2 separate regions of the Sus scrofa genome follow, and region 1 is linked to region 2. The links are chromatin contacts, called in public HiChIP or PLAC-seq maps. All regions are on one chromosome and are shown on one strand. Each heading gives the region's core, a stretch centred on a gene start, on an enhancer-like site or on the middle of the called end of the contact. The rest is flanking DNA. Distances are from core to core; before and after follow the strand shown.

Region 1 (2,700 bases), core at 135-2,634, 97 kb before region 2:
GCCAGGAACTAAATGATGCTCATAGCCAGCACTCAGCATTTGATAGATACTGAGCTTTCCCTGTAGCGCAAACAGGATCCATGGCTGCACTGGCGGCTTTGCAGCTATGTGTGTGGGGTGTGTGGATTCAAGCCCCTGCCCCCAGCAATGGGTTAAGGATCCAACATTACTGTAGCTGTGGCATAGATTGCAACTCTGGCTCAGATTCAATCCCTGGTCCAGGAACTCCACACGCCACCCGTGGCCAAAAAAGAAAAGAAAAGAAAAGGTGCTGAATGAATGAATGAATGAATGTTAGTGAGAATAAGAGAGATTGCAAAATTCAGACTTGGTCAGCAAATCTTTATTGAGTACCGGCTCTGTGATAGACCCTGTGGTGCATGCCAAGATAAATGGTGAACAAAACAGGGGTCCCACCGTGAACTAGAGTGTTTCTAAAATCACTAGTTCTAGCTGTATTATTCCATCTCATGTCCATATCTTTTCACTTTTTATCATACATCTAATGATCATCAGAATCACATTTTAGCTAAGGAATCTATCCATTTGATTAAGGACAAAATAGAAAGTTCTGATCTACTGTCAGCAAAAACTGGAGTCACAAGGGCCCCGGTGCTCCATTTACCCCCAACAACTAAGAATTCCCCAAATGCTAAGTTTCCTGATTTTTTTTTTTTTTTTTTTTTTTTTTTTTTTTGCCTTCTCTAGGGCCGCTCCCGCGGCACATGGAGATTGCCAGACTAGGGGTGAAATCGGAGCTGTAGCCACCGGCCTACGCAGAACCACAGCAATACAGGATCCGAGCCGCGTCTGCGACCTACACCACAGCTCACGGCAATGCCAGATCCCTAACCCACTGAGCAAGGCCAGGAATCGAAGCCGCAACCTCATAGTTCTTAGTCGGATTCGTTAACCACTGCGCCACAGCGGGAACTCCTAAGTTTCCTGATTTTTAGGGGTTCTTGGATGAGGAACCTCAGATAGAACGCATAGCATGTCCACCAGAGGGTGCTGTGGGGGCAAATTTGCGCCGGGTGGGGAGCTTGACCGCTGACCCTCAGAGCCAGGTAGGCGTCTCGAGTAATTTTTTTTCTTCCTTGGGTTTCCTTCCCACCCCTGGAACCATGGCCGCCCCTCGCCCCCCAGGTAGGTTCCCTCCTTTCCCAGTAAGCGGCTACTTTCGGGGGCTTAAAGAGTGCTTGCTTTGAAAAGACGCCTAGCTTTTGGTCCCGACGCCCCATGGCTCAGGCCCCTCAGGTCAGGGCGGATTGGGTGGGTGGGACTTCTCGGGCGCCCGCGGCCTTGCGCCGCAGGGGCGGGGAAAGGGTTAACCCGGCGGGAGGGGGAGGGGGGAGGGGGCGCGGGCCGCGCCTGCGCTCTGCCGCCCTCCATTGTCTCCACGGCGGCGAGGAGCGCCGGAGAGCGCAGTCCCGGACCAAGCAGGGCGGCGCGGCTCGCCGGGAAGGCGGCGGCTGCTGGAGCGGGCGCGACGCGACGCTATCACCGCTTCCCGAGCTCTGTCTGGCCTCCCAGCGCCGCGGCCCTCCCGAGGCCTGGAGGGGTCCGGGCCGCCGTCCATGGTCGCGGCGTCCTGAGGCGGGGGACGCGCCCGGCGCCCCCAGCCCTCCTCCGCCTCCTGCTTTCGGGCGGGCGGCCTCCTCCGGCGCCTCCCTGCGCCCGCCCGCCTGCTCGCCCGCCGCCTCCCTCCCTCCTTCCCTGCGGCTCCCCCGGCTTTCGGGAACCCGGGGGCGGCCTGTGGCGCGCCGAGCCCGCGGCGGACTGCGCCTCTTTGGACCTTGAGGGGAAACATGCGTTTGGCTTGGATCGGTTTAAATTCTTAGTTTGGGATCCCCGCCCGCCTGCCTCTTCCGCCCCGCGGGTTTTCTTTTCTCTTTTTCTTTTTTTTTGTCCTTTTCCACCTCCCAGTCTCCTTTTTGACTCCCTCCCCCTTTATGCTCGCCCAACCCTCCCCCGGTTGCTGAGAAGTGGGGGAGGGTCTCGGCCTCCAGGTTCCCGCCCCACCGGGGCCCGGGCGAGCATGGGGGGCAAGCAGAGCACGGCGGCTCGTTCTCGGGGCCCCTTCCCTGGGGTCTCCACCGATGACAGCGCCGTGCCCCCGCCGGGAGGGGCGCCCCACTTTGGGCACTACCGGGCAGGCGGCGGGGCCATGGGGCTGCGCAGCCGCTCGGTCAGCTCGGTGGCGGGCATGGGCATGGACCCCAGCACGGCCGGGGGGGTGCCCTTTGGCCTCTACACCCCCGCCTCCCGGGGCACCGGCGACTCGGAGAGGGCGCCCGGCGGCGGAGGGTCGGCGTCCGACTCCACCTATGCCCACGGCAATGGTTACCAGGAGACGGGCGGCGGTCACCATAGAGACGGGATGCTGTACCTGGGCTCCCGAGCCTCGCTGGCGGATGCTCTACCTCTGCACATCGCACCCAGGTGGTTCAGCTCGCACAGTGGTGAGTCTGCGGGTGGTGGAGGCCTCGGAGGGTGGAGTTCAAGGGAGGGCGCGCCGGGGCGCCCCACACCTTCGCGCGCGTGCGGGGATTTGGAGGTGGAGTGCGCGACCTGAATCTGTCTTCCCTTTGATTCCCGAAGCCAAGGGATGAATGGGATCCCTACCCTATAGAAAAGAGGCTTCCTGAGAGGCTGCGGAGCTGGGCGTATTAGGACTTCAGGCGTTGGTTCACTTGTGGA
Region 2 (2,700 bases), core at 98-2,597:
TGCCCCCCACCCCCGAAGAGACGAGGGTTGGAGAAGACTTCCTGCAGAGTGCTTGTGCCCTGCGTGGGAACGAGGGGGCTGCCATGCTTCCTGTCTCGGCATCACCAGCTGTCGCAGTTGAGGGCTTTCCAACCAGAGTGAGCGGGGCCCTTTGGGAAGGACGCTGGCGAAGGTGTGGCCGCCTCTTCTCCTGGAGCAGCTGAAGGCGAACGTGAACTCTGGCCTCATGACCCCTCACCTCGTTTACGCCTCAGTAGATGTTGCTGGTGGATGTGACCAGCACCCAGGGAAACTGCGCGTAGGATGTTCTGACGGAAAATTAGCTGAAGAGTCAAACCCTGACAGCGGTATTTAGATGGGCTGTATTTGACCTAGGAATTCCAGGCTGAGGAAGCAGGGGTTATGGTCACAAAAGGGAGAAGCTGTGATGTGTAAAATTTGATGTGGAGAAATGAATAACTTTTCAGTGGTGTTGGATCTTTTTAGCAGAATGGAAAAGAAACAATCCATTTGAAAATAATTTTTAATAAAAGCAAAATGGGGAAATTGGAAATAGTGTTTCTGTATTCATAAAAGTAGGGTTTTTTAAAATTATTTTAGGAGATCCCGTCGTGGCGCAGTGGTTAACGAATCCGACTAGGAACCATGAGGTGTGGGTTTGATTCCTGGCCTTGCTCAGTGGGTTAAGGACCCAGCGTTGCCATGAGCTGTGGTGTAGGTCGCAGACGAGGCTTGCATCTCTCGTTGCTGTGGCTCTGGCTTAGGCCGGTGGCTACAGCTCCGATTCAACCCCTAGCCTGGGAATCTCCATATGCCTCGGGATCGGCCATAGAAAAGGCAAAAAGGCAAAAAATAAAATAAAATTTAAAAAAATAAAAATTATTTTAAAAATAGATCAAAGGGAATTCCCACTGTTGCTCAGCGGCAACGGATCTAACTGTTATCCATGAGGACGAGGGTTCGATTCCTGTCCCCACTTAGTGGGTTAAGGATCTGGCATTGCCATGAGCTGTGGTATAGGTCACAAGATTCAGCCCGGATCCTGCGTTGCTGTGACTGTGGTGTAGACTGGCAGCTGCAGCTCTGATTTGACTCCTAGCCTGGAAACTTCCCTGTGCCGCAGGTGTGGCCCTAAAAAGCTAAACAAACAAACAAATAAATAAATAAAATAGATCAAAGAACTAGGTTTGTTTAGAGGAGTTCTACTCAGAGAGTCTCCACCCACATCTTCACTACTGTACCGTCCCGTGAACGTCCTTGGGTGTAAACCTCGACCTCCTCAGGAGCAGGACTGCAGGGTCTGTGGCCTGTCATTATGAAACAGCTGTTACTCCTGGTGGCATGTGGCAAGGCATGTGTGGCATTTGGGAGTGCTCTGGAGGGCCACCCGCCACTCCACTCCACGGACAGCTGCGGAGCTGCAGGAAGGAAAGGTGCCGGGCGAGGCACGTGGTTGCCCATGACTAGAGGGATTCCTTCGCAGGGGCTCTGGCCGCGTGGGCTGAGGACTGTGAGGCAGAGGGTGTTAAACTCTTCAGTAGTCAAAGACAGGTTATTCAGTCGATGCCTGCCTATCCCTCAGCCCACTGGATCCCCTCGAGAAGGGGTTGAAAAGAAAACAATCAGCTGTCCGTGGCTTCTGATAAACTTCAGCTAGGGGCACAGCGAGGTGAACCCCAGTAAGAAATTGGGAGATGGAGGCTGCAATAAAAAACAAAGTTTTGCCTGCCTTAATGAAGGAACAGTCAGTTGTAGGGTGTATCTTCTTTTTTTTTTTTTTTTTGTCTTTGTCTTTGTCTTTTTAGGGCTCCACCCATGGCATATGGAAGTTCCCAGGCTAGGGGTTGAATTGGAGCTGCAGCTGCTGGCCTGTGACAGACGCTGGCAACGCAGGATCCAAGCTTCATCTGCAGCCTACATCACAGCTCACAGCAATGCTGGATCCTTAACCCACTGAGCTGGGCCAGGGATTAAACCAGCGTTCTCATGGATACTAGCTGAGTTCATTACTGCTGAGCTACAGCAAGAACTCCTGTAGAGTTTGTCTTGATTGTAATTCCCCACGTTGACTCTGACCCCACATCCATGCAGCCATAGTCATTTAAGAGTTCCCACATTCATTATCGATATGCTTGGTTTGGAAAAAACATTTCATTCTGTTTCCTCTTTTTCAGGTTTCAAGTGCCCCATTTGCTCCAAGTCTGTGGCTTCCGATGAGATGGAAATGCACTTTATAATGTGTCTGAGCAAACCTCGCCTCTCCTACAATGGTAAGGGCTTGGCCAGTGGCGGGGGGGCGCTCTGAGCCAGGGTCTTCCCGCCCTCGAGTGGCTCTGCCCAGCATTGCCACCCCACCTTCGGCAGGAGTGCCTACACGGTGGTGAGCAAGCTGCTATTTGGGAGCCTTGCTGTGCTGGGGTGGGGAGAAGTCGGGGTGGAACAGGGAGGAAGGCACAGGGGTGGGGCGGGAAGTCTAGGTGGCCCAGGCTGCCGGGTCTTTTCTTCTGCCTGCTCCGTTCCTCACACCTCTGGTCGGGAGACAGGCCTTGGTCACACGGCTGACGGCCGGGGGCTCAAAGGGAGCGCCAGCTCTCTGTGGGGAAGGGGCGTCTGCCGTGGTATGCAGAGTGCAGAGCAAGTGCAACATGTGGACACCCTGTAGGGGTTAAAAACGCTCACCTGCCACCTCATCACTGCACC

The links. HiChIP or PLAC-seq counts read pairs in DNA pulled down with a chosen protein or histone mark.
Region 1: an H3K27ac HiChIP or PLAC-seq map of skeletal muscle shows a contact between it and region 2. The contact joins the promoter of ZNRF1 here to the enhancer-like site in region 2. A contact is called at or near these places in 2 of 5 promoter capture datasets (fetal liver and liver), 7 of 47 Hi-C or Micro-C datasets (alveolar macrophages, embryonic fibroblasts, fetal skeletal muscle and 4 more) and 2 of 2 datasets of contacts at active chromatin or transcription factors (alveolar macrophages and skeletal muscle).

Annotation. Positions count from the first base shown.
Region 1 is chr6:12,667,491-12,670,190 of Sscrofa11.1, reverse strand. It overlaps ZNRF1 (a long non-coding RNA gene), which reads left to right and starts at 1,384. Exons shown (of 5, transcript XR_002344499.1): 1 at 1,384-2,462.
Region 2 is chr6:12,570,093-12,572,792 of Sscrofa11.1, reverse strand. It overlaps ZNRF1 (a long non-coding RNA gene), which reads left to right. Exons shown (of 5, transcript XR_002344499.1): 2 at 2,175-2,270. Among named protein-coding and RNA genes, the nearest start is that of ZFP1, 22 kb to the right of the region's middle. Within about 2 kb of position 1,347, at least 10 of the 83 cell types and tissues checked have an H3K27ac peak or open chromatin away from gene starts, as enhancers often do. A contact at or near this core is called in skeletal muscle, where this site is marked.